2 separate regions of the Gossypium hirsutum genome follow, and region 1 is linked to region 2. Evidence: chromatin contacts called from public Hi-C data. All regions are on one chromosome and are shown on one strand. The core of a region is the stretch at or near the end of the contact, and the rest is flanking DNA. Distances in the headings are between cores, read along the strand shown.

Region 1 (7,745 bases), core at 3,437-5,936, 97 kb before region 2:
TTGCCATCTTATTTATTTATCTTTTCTTATTTTGCTTGTGTTATTTATATTATCATTATCATCATTATTTTACATTTTACTCGGATTTATCAAAAACGAAAAAAAATTTCAAATAAGGCAATGTTTTGCGTTTGGAAATTCGAGAAAACGTGCCCTAAGGTACTGGGTGTCGATTTTTCTCGTTCAACCAAATGGCTTAATATCCTTTTAAAAATTTTAAAATAAGGCAATGTTTTGAGTTTGGAAATTTGAGAAAACATGCCCTAAGGTGCTGGGTGTCGATTTTTCTCGTTCAACCAAATGGCTTAATATCCTTTTAAAAAAATTTCAAAATATGGCAATGTTTTGCGTTTGGAAATTCGAGAAAACATGCCCTAAGGTGCTGGGTGTCGATTTTTCTCATTCAACCAAATGGCTAAATATCCTTTTAAAAATTTCAAAATAAGGCAATGTTTTGCGTTTGGAAATTCGAGGAACATGCCCTAATGTGCTGGGTTTCGATTTCTCGATTGACCGAATAGCCAAATATCCTCTTGAATTTTCAATCCATATCATCCGAGTTTTTTTTTAAGGATCATATTTTAAATTTCTTTAAAGTTTTCAATTTTTCGACACTAAGACATTAAGTAATCAACTAGGTACCAATTTTGGACGTATCGAGGGTGCTAATCCTTCCTCGTGCGTAACCAACTCCCGAACCCGTTTTTCTGAATTTCGTGGACCAAACTTGTTGTTTTAATAAAATCAAATCGTTTATTAAAAACAACCACTTTTCGAGGTGATCCGATCACACCTCATCAAAAAAAGATCGGTGGCGACTCCCATTTTCGTTTTCATTTTCCAAAACCCAAGTCGACCCCGTTTTCAATCAAAAAATGGTGTCAACACTTATCAAACAACAAAAGTCAAGAATGATTAATATCTATGTTGACTATTTATTGTAATATCTTAATTATATTGTTCAATGAGAAATCATGTATTTATAATCATACTCTGATACTACATATAAAAATTCAAAATCATGAAATTATGCAAACCAAAACCTAACATTGAATATATAATAATTCTAGGATCTCTATAATATTATTATTCCACTTATATATAAAATTACTTGAAGTGGAATTGGAATTAACCATTAGATTTGACGAAGAAGAACACAACAGTAAATTGGTTTCTCTCTAGCAACTTATTTCCTTTTGTTACACAAACCCTAACGATGGAGGTCAAAATGTTCTATTAGTTTATGTGTGTAACCCTAATAAGTAGAGGGATGATCAATTTATAATGATAAAATTTTAATTTAATACGCCCACCAAATAACCAAATCAACATATAATATTAAACTTTTTATTAAGATAAATAATTTAATCACTTAAAATTAAGTCACTTGAATTTAGATGTAATCGGGTCCATAAATTTGAACTAAAATAATTCGGAAATAAAAGAAAGAAGGATGGTTGGAATGAGACTTTGCATAGCTGTCCATCTAGAGGAAATTTTATTCAATTTAAACACTTTTTTACCGTCTTATATTTACATTAATACTCTCTTTTGATTCACTAGAATACATCATAGAGTTTTTACTGGTTCATAGAAGTTTAACTTCGTTAATCAAGAGTATTATTTCTGTTAAATTCTTCTAACTTGGGACCTTAGGCCACCCCTTTTAATCATTGAATAAAGTTGGGAGTCTTTATTTTTTAGTTGTATGCGTGAAGTACATTATCAGAGTAAAAGTTTTCTTTTGGTTTACTTTCAAGTCTTCCGAAGTTATGGGTCTTCAAGTTTTCCAACACTGGTGATTTTAGTTTTTGTAAGGGTTTCATAGGGGTCCAAACTCATTCATTGACATTTTTTGGATACAAGTTATCCTAGGCTTTTGTAGGAGTCATTCTATTATATTCTTCTATTTCTATTTGTTTGATTTGAATCTGACTTATTTATTTCCACAAATTCACTTGGAGCCCGAGTCTCTAAATTCCACCTTCGCCAAATTCTTAAATAAAGTATGCTATCTATTTTCTTTTTCTTTTACATCTATTTTGAGTTTGTGGTTTATCGTGCTAAATCTTGAACTTCAACATCACCATAAGTTCAACGATAGAACACAAAAATTTATGAGAATTTACTTTCCATGCATACAACGTTTACTCTTTTGTGCTTCTAATTTTTAAATTTTGTTATTGGTTAATTTATCATTTTGAAACCTTCGATTGTTTCTTGCGTAATGAACAATTAAATTTAAATTTGTGTTGATTGAGTCTTAAATTAATTGATATTGTTGTAATAAATAAAAAATTTGTGGGTTTAAATATATTTAAACGCGCATTATCTTTTAATTTAAGAGTTTAAAACAATATGAGTAGTAGTAGAAATTGTATAAATATTTTTTAATACAATTGAAAATCTTATTTTTAGAATTTATAAAAAATCCGTTTATATTATTTTTAGTTTAGGAAATAGAAACATAACTGCATTAGATGTAACAAATTGGAAACAATGAAGTGGCAATTATGATGGCCGTGATAGCGATAACAAAACATAACATGATGACAACCATATAGGATTTATTATTCATAAAAAATGGTAAAAAGGTTATCAAATTCAGGCTTGTCGAGGGGGATTGTTGACTACGGAATCATTTTTAAATTTTTATTTTTTTTACATTTCATCTTGTAACAGATTTAAGGGATAATACTTTTTATTATTAACGGTTTAGGTTAACTGTCCAAAAAATAACACTTCAAATTTTTTTTTAAAAAAGAACGGATTCAAGTTAATGACAAACAAGGTAAACAAGTTAAGGAAAAGGAAACAAATTCAACTTATTGAAAGTGAGATGAAATTCTTAGGGGTTGAATTTAAATTTACATATTTCATACATCTAAAATTTATGTAATTATTCGTGTAATAGATGTTAGACAATTGTGTGTGTTTAAGCTCTTAGAACTTCCACTCTGTTCATGATAATATTTAAATATAAATATGTAATTAACAAGTGTTGAGTATACTAATAAGATATATTACAATTTAAAAAGAGAATAAGATATATTACAATTTAAAAAGAGAATATGTGTTCAAAGTTTAGAGATAATTTTATTGAGAGGGGCAGTCACGAACCCCAAATGTAAACTGTAAAATAAACATTGAAGAGACCAAAAAATAAAAATAAATTTGACTTGCATCATGATATATAATCTATTTCATCTATCTTATATTATATTTAAATTGTTAACTGTTTTAATGTCATCTATCAATCGGGTCCAATTCAATTATCAATTAACAAAAACCCTTTATTTTATGAAATAATAAACATTATTATGAGAGTAAATTTATCATTTTAAATCATGTGAAATCTAGAAAGATACAAATTTGAACACAAAACATTCATTTTCAATATTTTAACTTCACCAATTCAATCAAAACCTTTTAGTTATATATGAATTTTTAATAAAAATATTTGTTAAATAAAATGCATCATGATATATAATTTTAATTAAAAATTAGAGATATCTTCAAAAGGGTTCATGCAAATTTTAGCCCTTGAACTTGATAACTAGATCTACTTTGATACTTGTATTTTTTTGTCCACTTTGATACTTGAACTTAGGTCTATTTTGATTCCTGATTTTGGAATGATGTAAAAGTTTGATGATGTGGCACTTTGATATTGTGTCATTGTTAGAGTTGTGTGACCCGAATCCCGTTTGATCTGGCTAGAAAAGTTCAAGATGCAACTCACTTGTTAAAGAAATCAAATAGAGAGGCAAAATTGGGGATCTGTGGATGCGAAGGTCTGAGGGTTAAAAATTTATGGGCCTTGCCGCACAAGTTGAATCTATATAGGACTATATTTCTTTTATTATACATTGATTAAAAAAGGATTTTTTTAGTTAATTACAATAACAAGACAAAACTCAAGCAACAAACACAACTAGCACGACTTGAATCTAGGCCACACTTGGGGCGATAAACACCATTGATCATCAGGCCATCACATGGGGTTAAAAAGAAAAAAGAGTTGTTTAACCCTTAAAAACAGAGCATAGCCAAAAGCTTCTTGTATTGTTGTTTTTCAGCTTCAATGAATTTATCTTCCCCTACCCATGGTTTTTCCTGATAAGGGTTTTTCACGTAAAATCTACGTATTCTTATTTTTTTTCTTATTACTTTGCAATCATTCCTACTGTCATTATTGATGTATAGTATAACAACTATATCATTAGATTAACTATTTTACAGATAATGACGTGACATAATATCATAATATCACATTATCAAAATTTTATATTTTTCTAAATACAAAAATTAAAATAAACCTAATCGTTGAGCTGAAATACAAAAGTGGAGCGCATAACAAAATAGACTTAATTATATTAACCCTAATCAAAATAATTGTTTTATACCGTGTTTCTTAGGGAATGAAAACGGTGGGCGAGGTTGTTCCTTAAATCTTTTATCTTTATTCGGGATGACCCAACTAGAATAAAAATCACAACGCTGCTTGGCTCAAGATTTGCCAATTGTCCCCTTGGCAGCTCAGCCCTCCACATTCAGTTATCATTTTCTACCAACAACTCGAGTAGCTCCCTTTTCTCTTTTTTCTCCACCACCAATCCGAAGCCGTACGATTCAAAATCATCGAATGATCTTTACTTTTGGATTCGTGGGCCCCTCTAATCTATACGGCTAGGATTCTTCCATCTGTAGTGATCAAGTTTAAGCAATGGGGTCCAACATGAACCCAATTTGACTTTGCTGAATTACTGAACAAGTAATCTCTCTGCCTCCTTTTTTTTTAAAACCCTCGACAACTGTTGTAACGTGCAATAAATCTAGTGGCTCATTACGATCAGCTTGGTCTTAGTACGTAGGAATCTCCCTTTTTCTCTTTCCTGTTTGGATGGCTCATTAATTTTCACACACATCAACAGAGCTGTTGTGAAACTTACGACCCAATAATGTCGACCAAAAAGGTGGGCAACTAAGGCTAAATAAGAGGCTTTGAAGTCTAATCACATTGTTAAATCCCACATTACCAAGAAAAGAAAAACAATGTAAAAGAGCACAAACATCTTTTTGTCGTACCAAATTTGTCTACTGGGTTTAATTAATATTTTATTTAACTAAAATTTTAGTTTTAAATATACCGTAGATTTTTTATATTATTAGTTGATATATTATTTAATTATTTAACATGTATTATGTCTCACCTCCATCCCTTTAAGTATATTGTTGGGTTCAATTTTCGCTCATGAAAATAGAGTACATATTTTATGACTAGCCATTTACTTCTTCGAAAGTCACTTGTAATGAAGGGATTAGTCACTATTATTGATGATGGAAACCTTGGTTACGACCAAAAAAATATACATCTATATCTATATTTTTAATAAAAAGACTTTGTTGGTGTCATGAGTTAACTTGACACAGTCTCAACTAAGAAAATGTAAAAAAGAAAAATTCCAGAACAAACAATTTCTTTATTAAAAAAAGATATCAAATTAAAAGAAACTTCTTATCTTTTACTTTAAGTATTCATGTTATTAATATTAATATATCTACTTCTACTCTTATTTTTGTTTTTGTATAGAGGTTACAAAGAAGTAGAACCTAACTAAAGGGGATGTGGACCCACAAGTAGTAAATGGAGCAATAGTTAATGCATTAGTTGTTGGGAGTCGCATTTTGTGTCCTCAATAACCAAAAAACATTATTTTCATTTCTTTTTCAACCAAAACAGGTTTTGAGATTATTATTAAGAATAAATGTTGTTCTTTTTATATAAATGAAATTTTCTATGGTTGTGCACAATTGGTTAATAGCTTCTATATCTTTGATAAAGATATGTTTATTTATAACATAAATACTAAAAAATTAAAAGCAAATAGTTCAATTCAAACTTATTTTTGACATTGTCGTTAGGACACATAAGTGAGAAACACATCTCCAAGCTTCATAAAGATGAATTCTTGGATCACTTGCTTTTGAACAATATGAACCATGTGGATTTTGCTTGTCAACCAAAATAGCTAAAGCTTCTTTAACTAGTAAAAGTAAGCAAGCTAATAATTAATTAGGCCTTATATATAATGATGTATTTAATCTAATGAATACATAGGCTAGAGGAGGTTTTCAATACTTCATAAAATTTGTTGATGATTACAATAAATATGTATATTTTTATCTAATGTGCCATAAATTTGAGGCCATTGAAAAGTTGAAAGGGTTTAAAAATGAATTACAAACCAACTAGGTAAAAGTGTCAAGGTATTATGATCAATCGAGATGAAGAGTATTTAACCATAGAGTTTGATGACCTTTTGAAGGAATATGAGATTTTGTAATACCGGACATCGTTATCTAAACCAAAACTAAGGAAATTAAGTTTAAATTGAGAAGATTAGCAAACTATTAGGCCCCACCAGGTAAATTAGAAATTTTAGTGGTCGAAATTTGAATAGTTGTATCTCAACCTTGGTTCGGTTAGGATATAAGCAGCTGGTTCCAAAGCGGGAGACATAATAATTAGGATTGAGTGACGATAATGGTCTTTAGAGACTGTGTCGATGGAGTATATATAGGTGTGTACGGGAACGGAATTTCTCTCAATTCTGCTTCCTAAACATTTCTCTAAGTATTGTCTTTTTCAGTCGCCTTGAAGAAGAAAATGATGTAGTCGAAGAACATTCTGCATGTTGCAACCATTGTGCGAATTTGAGTCTAGAAGTGAAAAGATTGGGAACATGTAAGTTTTCTTATCCCTCCGAACTTGTGGATTGAAGAAAAAACGTAGAGTAAGAAAACTCTAAGTTTCTGGATAATTATGGAATCTGGGTCTTAAGGGCTGAACATATTTAGTTTAATCAATGCATGGTTGTCATACTTAGCTGTCAGGATGAATGAGGCTCTGGCATTAGGAAAAGCTAATATAAGGAGGCAAGAAAATACTGTGAGTTTCTACACTCCAACCTTGAATTTCTAAGTATGTCGAAAGTTTGCATGGGTCTAAAAGTATCTGCCATTTTAGTTTAATAGGCATGATCCATAATGCTTCATTTATGCAATGCATGTATTGCATATGAAATACGAGAAGGGGTCTGCACCGGGATTAGACGAAGTTAGGAAGGGAAAAATGGATGATTCTACTAGATACTGCCATACAGTGTTGCTGTGTCCACTCGTGATGAGCGAAGCTTCGCGCTTTATGGATGGGACACTATAATGTTCGAGCATTAATGTATAGGATGAAAAATAAAGAGATGGATGGAATATAATGGGGTAATAATTAAAATATCATGGCTAGGACATGGAACCAATCAGAGGCTATACGCCTAGAAATGAGTAAGACCATAGCTGAAAAATGCTATGGCATCATGATAAAGATGAGTAAGAACATAGTTAAAAGATGTTATTGCATCATAATAGAAAATGAGTAATACCATAGCTGAAAGATGTTATGACATCATGGTAGAAAATGAGTAAGACCATTGTTGAAAGACGTTATGGTATCCATGAAAGCATGCCAAAAATGGCTAAATAAGACTAAAACCATAGCTGGAAGACATTATGACATCTTTTGGTAGTTCATCGGGACACTAAAGATGGAATAGTCCGCTGGGACACTAAACACGGGGTAGTCCACTGGGACGCTAAACACGCGGTAGACAATTGGGACAGTAACATGTGGAATTCCACCATGGTGTAGGGACATGAAGATTGCAATTGGAAAGCTCGCGGTTCAT
Region 2 (7,472 bases), core at 4,077-6,576:
TGATAGTTGGATTATGTTGGTGCTACTTCTTTAACAATATTTTTATTTTGATAGTAGCATGCTTTAACAATACTAATAAACAAAATAAACAAAAAAAAAGTGAGAAATTTTGATACGGAAGCTTTGTAGATCTAGGCTATTGTTGTACTAAGCTTTATTTGATAAATTATTTTGATATAACAAATAAAATATTTTGAATAAAGATGGCTTTTGAACAAATAATTGATGAAGTTCAAAGTAAAAAGTTGGAAAGGAGGATGAAGATGAATTTGGGGAGAGAGTGGGGACCAACGAAGATGAAGAAGATGGAGAAAATAAAAAAAATCTTTTAATATAAAATATTATTTCCACATTTCAGAAAATATAAAAATAAAATATTTTAAATATTTTAAAATAATTTAATATAAAAATAAAAAATTTAATATAATTTAATATAAAATATTAAAATAATATTTTATATTAAATTATTATTCTTTTGATAGAAAATATTATTCTTTAATATTAAATTGATGTGAGAAATAAATTAAAATATTAAAGGGCATATTCGTCATTTAAGTTTTTTTTTTTTGCTATTACATATTTATTCCTCCCAACCAAACGCATGAATACTATTACAATACTCATTCTATTCCATCCAACCAAACTACTGTTACGCCTATTCAATTCCATTATAGCCTTATTTCATCCCCGCGGAATGGCTATTCCATAGCAGCCCTATTCCATTCCACTAAACCAAAAGTGTCATTAGTGAATATAGAATGAAGTTTCATTAATGGAAAACTTAAATAAGTTGGGTTTTGGCGTTAAAATCATGCATTCTAACAATACTTAAGATTATGGTTATTCATTAGGTAATGTTAGTGAAAAATGTTGAATTAGCTTAGAATTAAGTATAGATTATATAGTTAAATTATGAAAAATTAAGAACTGAACTGTAAGGGATAAAAACTTTGAGGTTAGATAATAAATAATAGTTGCAAAAGGTCCTTGTACTATATTTATTAAATTGGATTTAAATTCTATTGAGTGATTTGTGAGATATGAGTGTTTCGAATAATAACGTTATTCAGGACTAAATCAAATAATGCACATACATGTTTAATTATCAGGTTTCTATGTTTGAATTACATATCTAATGGATTTTTCGTATCCAAATTAATCGTACATAGCTAAAGACAATCTCGGGACATCGAAAAGAAAAATGAAAGGCAAAGCCATCAACAAATAGCTAATCTGGTTTGTGCTCTCATAATTTGAGTTCGTTAGATAAGTATATGTATATGTTGATTTGTTAAATGTCTGGAAATGGTAATCTAACAATGTGAAATATTCGAAAGGTACATATATAATTGATTATGTGATTTGCAATCATTTGGTTGGTTAAATACATGTATATATTCTTGTTCAAGAAATACAATTAATAGTTAGGATATTTGCCCTATTAATGTTGTCGGATAGAGTCACGAGTATAGTTGGCATGCTATAGGGTCCATTTTGATAGGTGGAACATTAAGTGCTATACGCATACATATCGTGATAGTTCTATAATACCCTGGGGGTCGAGAACGTATCACCATCTCAAATACCCTGGGGGTACTAGTGTATTGTGGTGTGGTTGGTTCAATGCATTTATGCCCAATTAGCATTTCGGTGTGTATTTGGTGTGATGGTGGATTGATTCGAGTATTCATTCTTGTATCTGATTTGATTAATAGGGATTAAAATTGTAATATTACTTATTGTATACTTGTGTAACTAAAATGAGATAAAAATATTTAAATGTTACACAATTTGATATGTTAAACTAGATGCAAATACCCTGAGGGCATTAGAAACTATAGTTGAGTAAAGCATTGATGTGAATTAGTGAAATGATAAACAAATTATTAGTATAAACGTATCCTTAATGTTAATGTTGAAATGGTTCGTTAGTTAACTTGAGTAATCTTGTTACTTATTACTATTTGATTTTAGTTATGTTTTTATTTAAATTTGAATTATGTTAGCACCATTGAGTAACCATTACTCAGCGTACAGATTTGTTTGTTTTCATATGCAAGTTTAAGATAAAAGCTATAAAAGTTTCGTGATCAAGCATCCAACTCTCAGGCTCTGCTCAGAAACCATTATGATCCTATTTTGTGTGTGTGTGTGTGTGTGTGTGTGTGTGTGTGTTTTGACATCATACAACATGTACCTAGGTTGGTAAGCTTGTTGCTTAAGTTAGTTTTGGCATTTTTTGGAAAGTGACCTACAATGTTATATTGGTTGGATATTATCTTTAGTTAATTATACTTGTTTATGTAAGTTTGTTCGTGCAAGTTGGTTGGTTTAATAATGATGCATTGAAGGTTATGATTTGGTAATGTCTGAACATGTTTAGATAGGCTAATTGGATGGATATGTCTTGTGGTAAGTTTTATGTATGTTCAATTTATTTGGTTGAGGCTTTAAATACTTAAAAGTACAGAATTTTAACCATTTGGTAACTAAGTCTCAAGATAGAAAGAACATGTTTCGAGACCATTAGAACAAATTCCACTTAATTTTTGCATTCAAAAGTTTGATGTCTCGAGACATATCTATATAGTCTCGAGATAATTGTTCCTAGGCCTAGAGACAAATGACTTTTGTCTCTAGACTTAAGTACATTGAAGCTAAATATATTTTGCCGTGCTTCAGATTTTGAGACAAGAATCCCTTATCTCTAAGCATTCAAACATTGAAGAAAAATAGGAAAACAGGGGAGGTTGGTTAGTCTCGAGATATAAAGGATATTGCCTCGAGACATAACATGTAGTGTCTTGAGACATGTTAACTTCAAAGCTAAAAATTCCAAAATAATTTATGACCTGTCTCGAGTCATGGAGACCCTTGTCTCTAGATATAAATTTAAAATTTGACATTTGAGTTTGGATTCAAGTCCTACTTTGAAAGTAACTCGTATAACCCCGTAAAGTGATGAAATGAAATTAATGAGTGTATAAATGCATGCATATGAATTATTTTGATGAATGAATAAAATGTATGTGTGTTATAGTAGCTTGAGTTGCTTTGGCGACGTAATGTGACACCGCACATTCGAATCCGGTGACCGGGTTAGGTGTGAGGTGCTGCACTGGTACTTGAAGGTCAGGAATGAGCCTGATGCCCCGTTGCTTAAGTCAAATTTTGGGGCATCGTTAAATTAAATTAAAAGTTTTGGTGACTAAAATGATAATTTTTAATGAGTAACAATGACATGGATTTTACTTTAATTACGAAGAAAACCAAATTTTTTAAAAAAAAAATTCCATGTCAGATTTCCATTTGTGATTTTAGTAGGAGTGACCAAAATGATCGAACTACGTACGTAGGTGCCTAAATCACAAACTTTTTTTAAGTGCCTAAAATGAAAATTTTTTATAATTGGGTGACTTTATGAATAGTTTACCCTAAAAATTATTTAATTTAAATCAAATATATAAATTATCTAATTGAATTTATGTTTAATTAAGTAAATTAATTATTTTAAACAAATATTATCTATTTAATTTTTTTAAAATTGAATGGGGGAGTCAATAGATTATATGTGTAACTTGTCGCAATATTATAATGACACATTGATTTTTTTTTTTTAAATGTCTATGTAAATTGTTATATATATGTGATTTTTTTTATATTAGTAATTCGAAAAAAATTTTAATTACAAAAATGGAGTAGAAATCATACTATTTACGAGGATGAATCATTTTTAACAGTAAAAGTTAGTGTCATCAACGTATCAAGTGATACAACTAATAAAAAATATCATTTTAATAAAAATAAATAAAATAATAATAAACTATTTTAATTATAATTTCACCTATCACCTTTTATTTTATATTTTTTAAAGGCATAATGATATATTCGATATTCTAATTTTATAAAAAGAATTATTTTAGCTATCTATTTAATTTGTTTCTTTTAACTCTTTAATTTGCAGATTTTGTTAAATCACCTCAAAATAAATAGAAAATTTAATGTTTGTTAACTTTGCTTATGTGACATACATGTGAATTTTCATGACATGGAAAATTTGGTTTTTTTTTTAATTTTAAAAAATTAATTAAATGTTGATATATCATCCATGTAGCAATCTACGTATATGCCACATCATCAAAATTAAAATATTAAATTTTCTATCTATTTTAGAGTAATTAGACAAAAAGAAAAGAAAAAATTAAATAAAAGGATAAAATAATTTCTTTTTATAAAATTGAAAGGTAAATAATGTTTTTATGCCTTTAAAAATATAAAAATAAGAAAACAAGTTAAAAGCCACGGGTGAAAAAGGGGTGCTACCCCCTTAGTTGGTGACATCCCTTATTTTTATATTATTTATTTATTTATATTAACATAATATTTTTATAGGTAGCGTAGTTTGACACGTTGACAACATTAATTTTTATTGTCAAAATAATCCATTCTTATAAATATTTTTTTCGTAATTAACTTTATATACTAAAACTCTAATTAAATTAATTTCATTTGAGTTTAACTCATAAGACTAAGGGTGGGTTTGGATGGGCGATTGAGTTCGGTGCGGTGCATTTAGTTTATTTTTTGTCTCACGTTACAGTATCGTTACAGTGTCTAATCTTACCGCCACCGCTATTTTTACACTAATTGTAGGTAAATACACCGCCCATCCAAACTCACCTTAAAAATACATTTTACAAAAAAAATTATTACAAATATATTTCTATTTTTTATATAAAAATCAATAAAAAAACAACGCAAGACAATGATTTTTAAGCTTCCATAAAAATATCATTAGATTATTATTAAATAAATTTTTATCTAAGTTATTCTCGCCAACCAGTGAGTGTGGTGGCATGATGTAATAAGATTAGATAAGATGAGGATTTAGTTGACAAAAAAATTCTAAAATTGGATTAGAGGCTCCCAATTCAGCACGTGTGGATAAAGTATCGTGAGAGGGCAGTGAAAAGTCAATGCAGAAACGTGGTGGGCGTACTTTCTTCACTCTCCATTAATAACTCTGACAATTTGTTGAGAATATTTACTCGCCAACTTGAATGTTCCACCTGTCAAATAGTGAAACAGTTAGAAACGTGTTGTTATAAAATGAGCGAGTAGTTTATATTCAATCACACGAGAGTGTATTGTAATTATGGGAACTCAAGTAAAGTCATCAAAGATTTGAATCGTAACAATGACAGCCGTCAGATCTAGACTCTGACGGTGGATCAGAAATTATAATGCTACCCGTTGGATTACACCGACTGAATAAATCAAAGGCTAAGATGAGTTCAATAGCGGCGGGAAAAGAGGCCATTGGGCCTTTAAGTTGAGAGGCGAATAAGACCTTGGCCTATCAACGACTACATTCTCTCTTTCTTTCTCGGTCTCTTTTTGTTATTAACTTTTTTTTCTTTCTGATTTTGCTCGCGCTTCAAGGCCAAGATTTGTCGAGGAGTGAGAGGAAAGGGGGAGTTTCAACTTTCAATTTCTCTCTCTAGGGTTTCTAATCGGGAAAATCCATCCGTGGCTCTGTTGCGAGATCCAGGTTTTGAAATAAGAGAATTCATGTGGAGACAGATTTAGGGTTTGAGCTACATTTCAAATTTTCCATTTCAACCTCGATTCTAAAGACATAAACGAGCTTAGCGTAGATTTTTCAATTTTTTCTCCCGTAAGTATTGATTCGTTCTTATTTTCTTCAATAATTCTTTCTTTAAACAAATCCTCATCATGCTGTGGATTCATACCAATCATTATGTCGGAAATACGACGGAAAAATGACTGAATTTTGTTGTTTTTTTTTTCCTTTGAGCGGCAAGGAAAGGAAAGATAAGTGTTATAGTTTTTCTTGAGGTGCCGTTGATTGGGAACTTAAGAGAAAAAAGTTCATAATTTTGGGTTTTGTTTTTTATACACCGATTGCGATTTCTTTAATTAGGGTTATAATTCAACATTTCATTCTTTGACGAATGTGAAGACCAATATTTGGGATTGGTGTATGAATTCTTTTGGAGGACTAATGAACTTCCCATTTTGGAACTTCTCAAGAAATTAGGATAAGTAGATACACTTAACATTTGTTGCAATTGGAGCTCATAACAAGCGAATAGAGTGTCATTACCCTATCGAATTTTACATTTTGATTCTGGGTTTCAATATGATCAACCATGGGAGATTATAGAACTTAGCGGAGTGGTTGTTATGTGCTGTCATTGGAAGTCAATCTTATGGCACCAGCTATTCCCATAGAGTACACAGGACAGAAGGAATCTGGAAAGTGTTCATTTTCGAGATTGATGGGGAAGTCTAGGAAGCATTCTAAGGGACGGAATTCTTCTAGTTTCAGCCATGATTACAAGCATGCTGTTGAGACTATGGGTGAATCAGAAGGCTTTGGGAGTTCTAGACGGATTTTTACAGAGATGACGGTGTCAGAGGATTCTTGTGCACGGAAAAGGAAATGCATCAGTTTGAATGCCGATGGTTATGATAATTTTGGTGTCCCCATGCAAGTATTGTCTCTGTCTAAGATGTCACTACGGGAAAGAAAGGATCTGGGATTGAGGCTAAAAATGGAGCTTGAACAGGTTCGGGTGCTGCAGAAGAAAGTTGGTTCTTTTGGTACAAGTGTTCTTTTATCACCGTCTACTGATAACAGGAGTTGCAGTGATGGGAAGAAGAGGCCTCCACTAGAGAGTGTGCATCAGTCAGTAGAAGAACTGAGTTTGCAGGGGAAGAAACGACCTTTTGGAGGACTTAATGGAGCCTGCACAAAAAAGAATCCATCTGGATGTTCTGAATCTCTGAAGCCTGCTGTGGCAGTGAGTAATTCAAATGCTCATTTGATGAAGGAATGTGAGGCTTTGCTTAACCGTTTGATGCAACATAATTTTGGTTGGGTTTTTAACAGCCCTGTTGACGTAGTGAAGTTGAACATTCCAGATTATTTTACTGTCATTAAGCACCCCATGGATTTGGGCACTGTGAAGAAGAGGATAACTTCAGGGCACTATTCAAATCCTTTGGACTTTGCTGCAGATGTTCGCCTTACATTTTCTAATGCAATGACATATAACCCACCTGGAAATGATGTCAACTTCATGGCCAAGACACTAAGTAAATATTTTGAAGTAAGATGGAAAGCTATAGAAAAGAAGCTTCCTGTAACGAAAAATGTTGATGCTGTGCCTTCAACAGCAGCTGCACCTATAGAAGGTGAAACGAATAGTAATGTTTTACCTTTGAAAAAGAAAATAATTAACCCAAAAGATGCTATGGTCAAGCCAGAGCCCATCAGACAGATCATGACCGATCAGGAGAAGCATAATTTGAGCACAGAATTAGAGTCTTTGTTGGTAGAATTGCCAGAAAACATTGTTGACTTTCTTAAAGAGCAGAGTTCTTGTGATGGTCAAATGGGTGAGGATGAGATTGAGATCGATATTGATGCTCTAAGTCATGAAACA

The links. Hi-C and Micro-C count contacts between places; a contact is called where the count stands out from the background.
Region 1: a Hi-C map of leaf shows a contact between it and region 2, with 2.4 times the contacts expected there. The contact joins the enhancer-like site here to the promoter of LOC107949706 in region 2. A contact is called at or near these places in 6 of 34 Hi-C or Micro-C datasets (all in leaf).

What each region holds. Positions count from the first base shown.
Region 1 is chrD03:41,589,627-41,597,371 of Gossypium_hirsutum_v2.1, reverse strand. No RefSeq gene overlaps it. Among protein-coding and RNA genes, the nearest start is that of LOC107949896, 9.3 kb to the left of the region's middle. Within about 2 kb of position 4,686, at least 4 of the 9 cell types and tissues checked have an H3K27ac peak or open chromatin away from gene starts, as enhancers often do. A contact at or near this core is called in leaf, where this site is marked.
Region 2 is chrD03:41,493,669-41,501,140 of Gossypium_hirsutum_v2.1, reverse strand. LOC107949706 (transcription factor GTE10) reads left to right here and starts at 5,326. Exons shown (of 10, transcript XM_016884444.2): 1 at 5,326-7,472. The coding sequence starts at 6,234.